Linked DNA regions of Ovis aries: region 2 is linked to region 1. The links are chromatin contacts, called in public Hi-C maps. All regions are on one chromosome and are shown on one strand. Each heading gives the region's core, a stretch centred on a gene start, on an enhancer-like site or on the middle of the called end of the contact. The rest is flanking DNA. Distances are from core to core; before and after follow the strand shown. Region 1 overlaps MVB12B (multivesicular body subunit 12B). Region 2 has its middle 36 kb from the start of MVB12B.

What was found. A called contact is a pair of places that touch in the nucleus more often than the background predicts.
Region 2: a contact with region 1 is called in a Hi-C map of hypothalamus, with 6 times the contacts expected there. The contact joins two enhancer-like sites. A contact is called at or near these places in 6 of 16 Hi-C or Micro-C datasets (blood, hypothalamus, liver and 2 more).

The regions. Positions count from the first base shown.
Region 1 is chr3:9,708,141-9,710,840 of ARS-UI_Ramb_v3.0, reverse strand. All of the region lies in intron 6 of MVB12B (multivesicular body subunit 12B), which reads left to right. Among named protein-coding and RNA genes, the nearest start is that of MVB12B, 90 kb to the left of the region's middle. Within about 2 kb of position 1,255, at least 10 of the 54 cell types and tissues checked have an H3K27ac peak or open chromatin away from gene starts, as enhancers often do. A contact at or near this core is called in hypothalamus, where this site is marked.
Region 2 is chr3:9,834,675-9,837,374 of ARS-UI_Ramb_v3.0, reverse strand. No RefSeq gene overlaps it. Among named protein-coding and RNA genes, the nearest start is that of MVB12B, 36 kb to the right of the region's middle. Within about 2 kb of position 1,419, at least 10 of the 54 cell types and tissues checked have an H3K27ac peak or open chromatin away from gene starts, as enhancers often do. A contact at or near this core is called in hypothalamus, where this site is marked.

The DNA of each region.
Region 1 (2,700 bases), core at 6-2,505:
GTCAGAAGGAGCCTTGTAAGGCTTGTGTATTTTATAACCTCTTGTTGTTCCGTTTATGTTTTACAATGGCTGCAAGAAAATTGGATCAGTTTCGTTTTACTTGCCAAATAAATGTCAAAATAGTCAATATAAAATGTATTCTAATTTGACTGAGTTAAGTCAGCCAGGGTGCAGTAGGATAATTGAATGTTACATTAACGCTTCCGTTTTCTGTCCCAAGCCTCCTCTCTCATTGTGCAGTCATTTATAGGTGGCCCACACACCTATGAGCCTCCTAATTCAACAGGGTTTTGTTTTTTTTTTTAATGTTCTTCAGTTTTTGTATTGTTTTCCTATTGCATGTGTTTGATTTTTTTTTTAATGAAATGCTGATAATTCAGAGTATCCTCTGAAGATCTGTGAAGTGATGAGTGTGTTATTCCGTGTGGCTTCAGATCCTATGATCTGTCCAGCAGAGGAACCTGGCAGCTTTCTCTCTGGCAGAGAGCTGTGGGTGACACTTGTGTTCCCACTGGGGGCCTGCAGGGGGCCTGTGGAATGGAGGCCTCTGTGCCTGGTTCCCAGGAATGGTCTCTCTCGTCCAAAAGCCTCCAACTTAGAACCAGCAGCCTGTTTTTCCTTTCCTGTTTTGTGCTTCTGCGCCTTTGTTCATGTGGACGCTTGTGCGTCCGATATGTCTCGCATTCCCTGCCTCGGGTGTCAGCTCAAATACTGCCTCTTGCAGGAAGCCTTCCCTGAATACCCTGTGCCAGGCTCTGCCCTCAGAGCCTTCTCAGCCGTTACCCCTTCACTTTGTGATCAAGTAACCTTCTGGAAGGCGGGGACTGTGTCTAGTGTCTGTTACTTCCCTGAGCTCAGCCCAGGTGCAGACACATTCAGTTATGCAGGAAATGCCTCTCCAACAGCCTGGGACCCCATGCTGCGGCCTCCCCAACCCCAACCGCAGATGACTCGTGAGCCCCTGAAGACTCCTCAGGCTTTTCTGATTCTGAGAGGAAGACAAGCTGGTAGAAAACAGCATAGAAAATAATCAAAGAAAAAAAAGACAAATTCTGATTCCAGTAAGCAAAGGCTCGTTACCTTTGGGTATATTTCTTTCAAGTTGTTTTCCTGTGTACTTTTTACGTAAGTGCTATCATATCACAAAAAAGCGAAGTCTGTGTTTCGCTGCTGCTTTCTCTTGTGAAAGCACAAGCAATGCCTCAGCTGTGGTCTTTGTGTGGACGCAGGGATCAAGTTGCAAAGCCAGGGCTGCGGTGAGAGCGTGGTGAGGCAGTGCCCTCTACTGACCAAGTGTGGAGGAGGCTGGAGGACGGGCAGGCTGTTGGAAGCAAGGGCGGCGGGCTATTTTCCCAATTTCGCCTTTCCCTGGGGGCGGGAAGGAAGCCAGGGAGAGCCAGTAGCAGGGCTTGTTGCCTCTGAGCTTATGTCTCAAGAGCCAAAAGCGTGCTCTCTGCCTTCATTTCTTTTGTTGTTAACTCAAGTTTCAAATAACTTCCAGTCGTTTTTTGGAGAGCTGTCACCCCTGTTGATCTTAGCCCAAAGGGGCAGTTGGCAAGATGGTCGGTTACCATCCAAAGACCTCACGGTCCTGACAGAACCGCCTTCTCCTTCCAGAGGCAGGTACTGCCCCGCTGAACGCGTGCTTCCTGCCCGTTTCTTCCCTGTTGTTGCAGAGAATGCCAGCTGCGGGGCCAGACGTGGTGGTGTCCTTTCAGGATGGGCAGGCCCCTCGGCTGTATCCGGCGAATGGGGCAGAGTGTTTGAAGCTCATGGCAAGATCCAGGATAAGGTGTGTTGGCAGAGCTCCTCTTCCTCGTCCAGCGAATCTTTCTCTCACACGCACATCTCTCCACTTGTTTCTTGGCAGTTTTACCCATGTGAAGAAGGGCGTGTCACTTCTCCCGCGGGGGCCTGGAGCCTCCATTTCTCCCTGGGCCCCAGCGCTGCTCCGTTCTCTGCCATCTGCTTCACGAACGTTGACCAGCAGGCTGGGCCTGGCCATGGGCCTCAGACATGATCCTTACGTGCCCACCCGCCTCCCGGGCTGGCTTCAGATTTTTGGGTCAGCCCGGTGTGTGTGAGCAAACACTGGTGTCCCTGGGTCCTGGCCCTTCTGATAGCGAGATGGGTGCAGACAGAGCAAGCACCTTCCTTCCCCCTTCAGCCTGGGCAGCCCCCACCCCAGCCCTCATATGTGATTCTGCCAGGAGGAGAAGTTTCAGCTTCTGCTGGTACCAAGGTCTGGAAAATCTCAGGGAGGCAGGAGGACCTGCAACTGATGGAGCGCCAGCTGCCCCAGCGTGTGGGAGAGGGAACGGCTCTGTGCCCTCCCAGGAGGGGCCCTGGTGAGCTGTTGCCCCCCGGCTTGCAGAACAGTAGAACCCGTAGCTTGATAAAGACATCAGAGGCATGCTTATCAAATGTGCAGATGACACAGAGTCATTAGGGAGAGCTGATGTGCTGAATGGCAGAATCAATACCCCACGTCTCCTCTATAGTCAGAGCATCCTGCCTCATCCAGAAGATGAAAGGTGATGGGTGAAAACGGACAGGGCCCCCCACGGTTCAAAACATCCAACTGCGCGGGAGCCAAACGGAGGAGACCTGGCTTAGCCGCAGTCTGTGTGAAGCGGGCACAGCCTTGGGTGCGTGGAATGAATGCAGCCTTATGCGCACAATGGGACAGGTCACCTTGTA
Region 2 (2,700 bases), core at 170-2,669, 130 kb before region 1:
TTCCAGGAGGAGAGGAGGGGTATCTGTTGCTCATATTCCTTATAAAGTATTTTAAAGCTGTGTGCACGCATGCTAAGTCACTTCAGTCGTGTCCACCTGTTGGCAACCGCACGGACTGTAGCCCTCCAGGCTCCTCTGTCCATGGAAGTCTCCAGGCAAGAATACTGGAGTAGATTGCCATGCCCTTCTCCAGGGGATCTTCCTGATTCAGGGATCAAACCCACGTCTCTTAAGTCTCCTGCACTGGCAGGCGGGTTCTTTACCACTAACACTACCTGGGAAGCCCCATATTAAAGCTGAGAGGTCCCTATTTTCTTTGGGGACCAAAAATCGGTGGGAATTTCAAGATGACCTCAGTAAAATGCCACGTACAAAATCAGTCCACAGCTTGAGACATCAGAATAGTGCCCCCTCCTGCTCCTTGTGGAAGATGGGGGGCAGAGGGTAGAGAGAGGGCAGAGGGGGCCATTTGCACATTTCTGTCTTATTTTTTGATCTGTGTGTTGGGTAGACAAGTGTGTTCATTTGGTGACCTTAAATCAAGCAATGGGATTTGTGCATTTACTTGTGTCTATGTTATGCTTTAATAGAAAGCTTTTTTAAAAATGCAGTCTGGGCATTTCAGGCCCTCAGGGCAGCAGAGCTGGCAGTTGGGACATGACTACCTAGAAGGCTGGTCGGGCTGATTCTGCCTTAAATGGGCCCTTGGAAAAGCATGATCAGGCTCTCAGTGTTCCCAGGACAAGCTTTCACCCCAACAGGATGCTGACAACAAGCCCCTACCCCCCGCCATGCACCCCCTGTCCACTGGGACCCTGCCTCAGTGCCAGCTGCCTTTCCTAGCCTAACAGCTGTATTTTTCAGGTACAATATGACAGGCTCAATCTATTCCTGTTATATATTTCCCAGTAAATGGACAAGGTGAAAACAGTGTCAGTTCAAATCACTATCATGACACTTAATTCTGATTTACTGTACCTTTTGCTGCAATCTTGAAAGTGCCCGCGACTGTGCTGAGCTGGATCGCCCAGCCGGGCCCCACGGGGTTGACGTTGAGATCAGCTTCAATAAAAGAATTTAGGGTAAGGCGGCCCCTGGTGAGCAGGGGGCAAGCCGGAGCCCAGAGGACGAGCCAGCAGAGACGCTGGAGCCTGGCTCTCCCACACCTCCCTCCCGCCGACTCTTTGTCCCAGCCCTGTGTTTGCAGCAGCTGGGAAATTTATGGAGGCTCCATAAACGGGTTTTACAGACAGCTGTTAGAGCGTGCGGAGCAAGGCTTGGCTGTCGGGGGACCTAGTCGTAGGCTTACAGCCAAGACACTTAAATATTATGGCCCCACATATATAAAAAGTGTGCTGTGAGTCCTCTGCTACCTCCCTCCTCCTGACCCAGGAGCATGGGGTATGGCCAGAGAACAGCATTGCTCCCAGTTGCCAGCTATCCAGAAACCAAATGCCTGCAAACTCTCACTCCAGTCCCTGCCTCCCAGTCCAGGAGCCTCTGGCTGGGCAGACAGCATGCATGAAGGGAGACTCATCCAGACAGCAGTGCCAGGCGAGTGCCAGCCCCCAGTCCTGCCCTTCTGACCCACTGTGCCCAGGCTCAGCTCAGCACATTCCTTTAGCCTCAGGACCTGGCTCCAGCTCTTTTCCCTGCCTTGAAATCTTCCTGCCCACCCCCAATCTTTTCTTGCCCTTGCCGGTCCCTATCAACCAGAACTCAGCTGAAATCTTGCTTTCTCAGAGGCGACATCACAGCCTTTTAGAATCATATACCCTGTTATAAATGCTCACATCCCCCTGGACTTCTTCATAACATTTATAACAATTGCAATTAACTAATATTGGTGTCATTATCTGTTTAATGTCTATCTCCCCCACTGGACAATAAACTCTGTGGAAGCAGGGACTTTACTTGACTATATCCCTAGTGCCTTACACACGGCCTGGGAATAAATACTGAATGAATGAATGAACAAACGGAGAACAGACACAATTCTCAGACCTAGGACAAGACGAAAGGTGCTCAGCTCCGAAGAGCAGGTGGAAGGTCTGTGGGGGTTCGGTAAAGAAAAACCGCTTTGACAAGGGGGAACTAGGAAAGGCTTGCAGGAAGAGGAGCCATGGGATCTCCTCTTTCATTCAGAAGTCCCTACTGTGAAACTTAAGATGTGAGTCAGAGAGCTATTTCTTAGTCTTGTTGAGCCTCAGCTTCCTTGTCTTTAAAATGGGGCTAATGATAGAGATGCTGAAAGCTCGACCTCTCTGCACCTGTGGTGAATCAAATCTCAGAGCAGAATTCAGGGCAAAGCAGAAAACAATAGCTTTATTGCTTTGCCAGGCAAAGGGGAACACAGCAATCTCCTGCCCTTGAAAACTGTGTCCCAACCCAAGGTGTTTGGTGAGGACTTCTATGGCAAATGGTTCAAGGGTGGGGGCTCCTTATAAGGGTCAGGTGTGTGCAGGGCCTGCGCTCCTCTAATCTGGCCTCAGGTAATCTTCTTAATGAGCTTTTCTGGTTCCTTTAGCCCCAGGTGGTCTTCTCCGGTATGAAGAAAGCGGACATCTTCCATTTCCTGGGTTTTAATTCTATAAGAATCTGCCTGCAATGCAGGAGATGTGGGTTCTACCCCTCGGCCAGGAAGATCCCCTGGAGAAGGGAATGGCAACCCACTCCCGTCTTCTTGCCTGGAGAATTCCA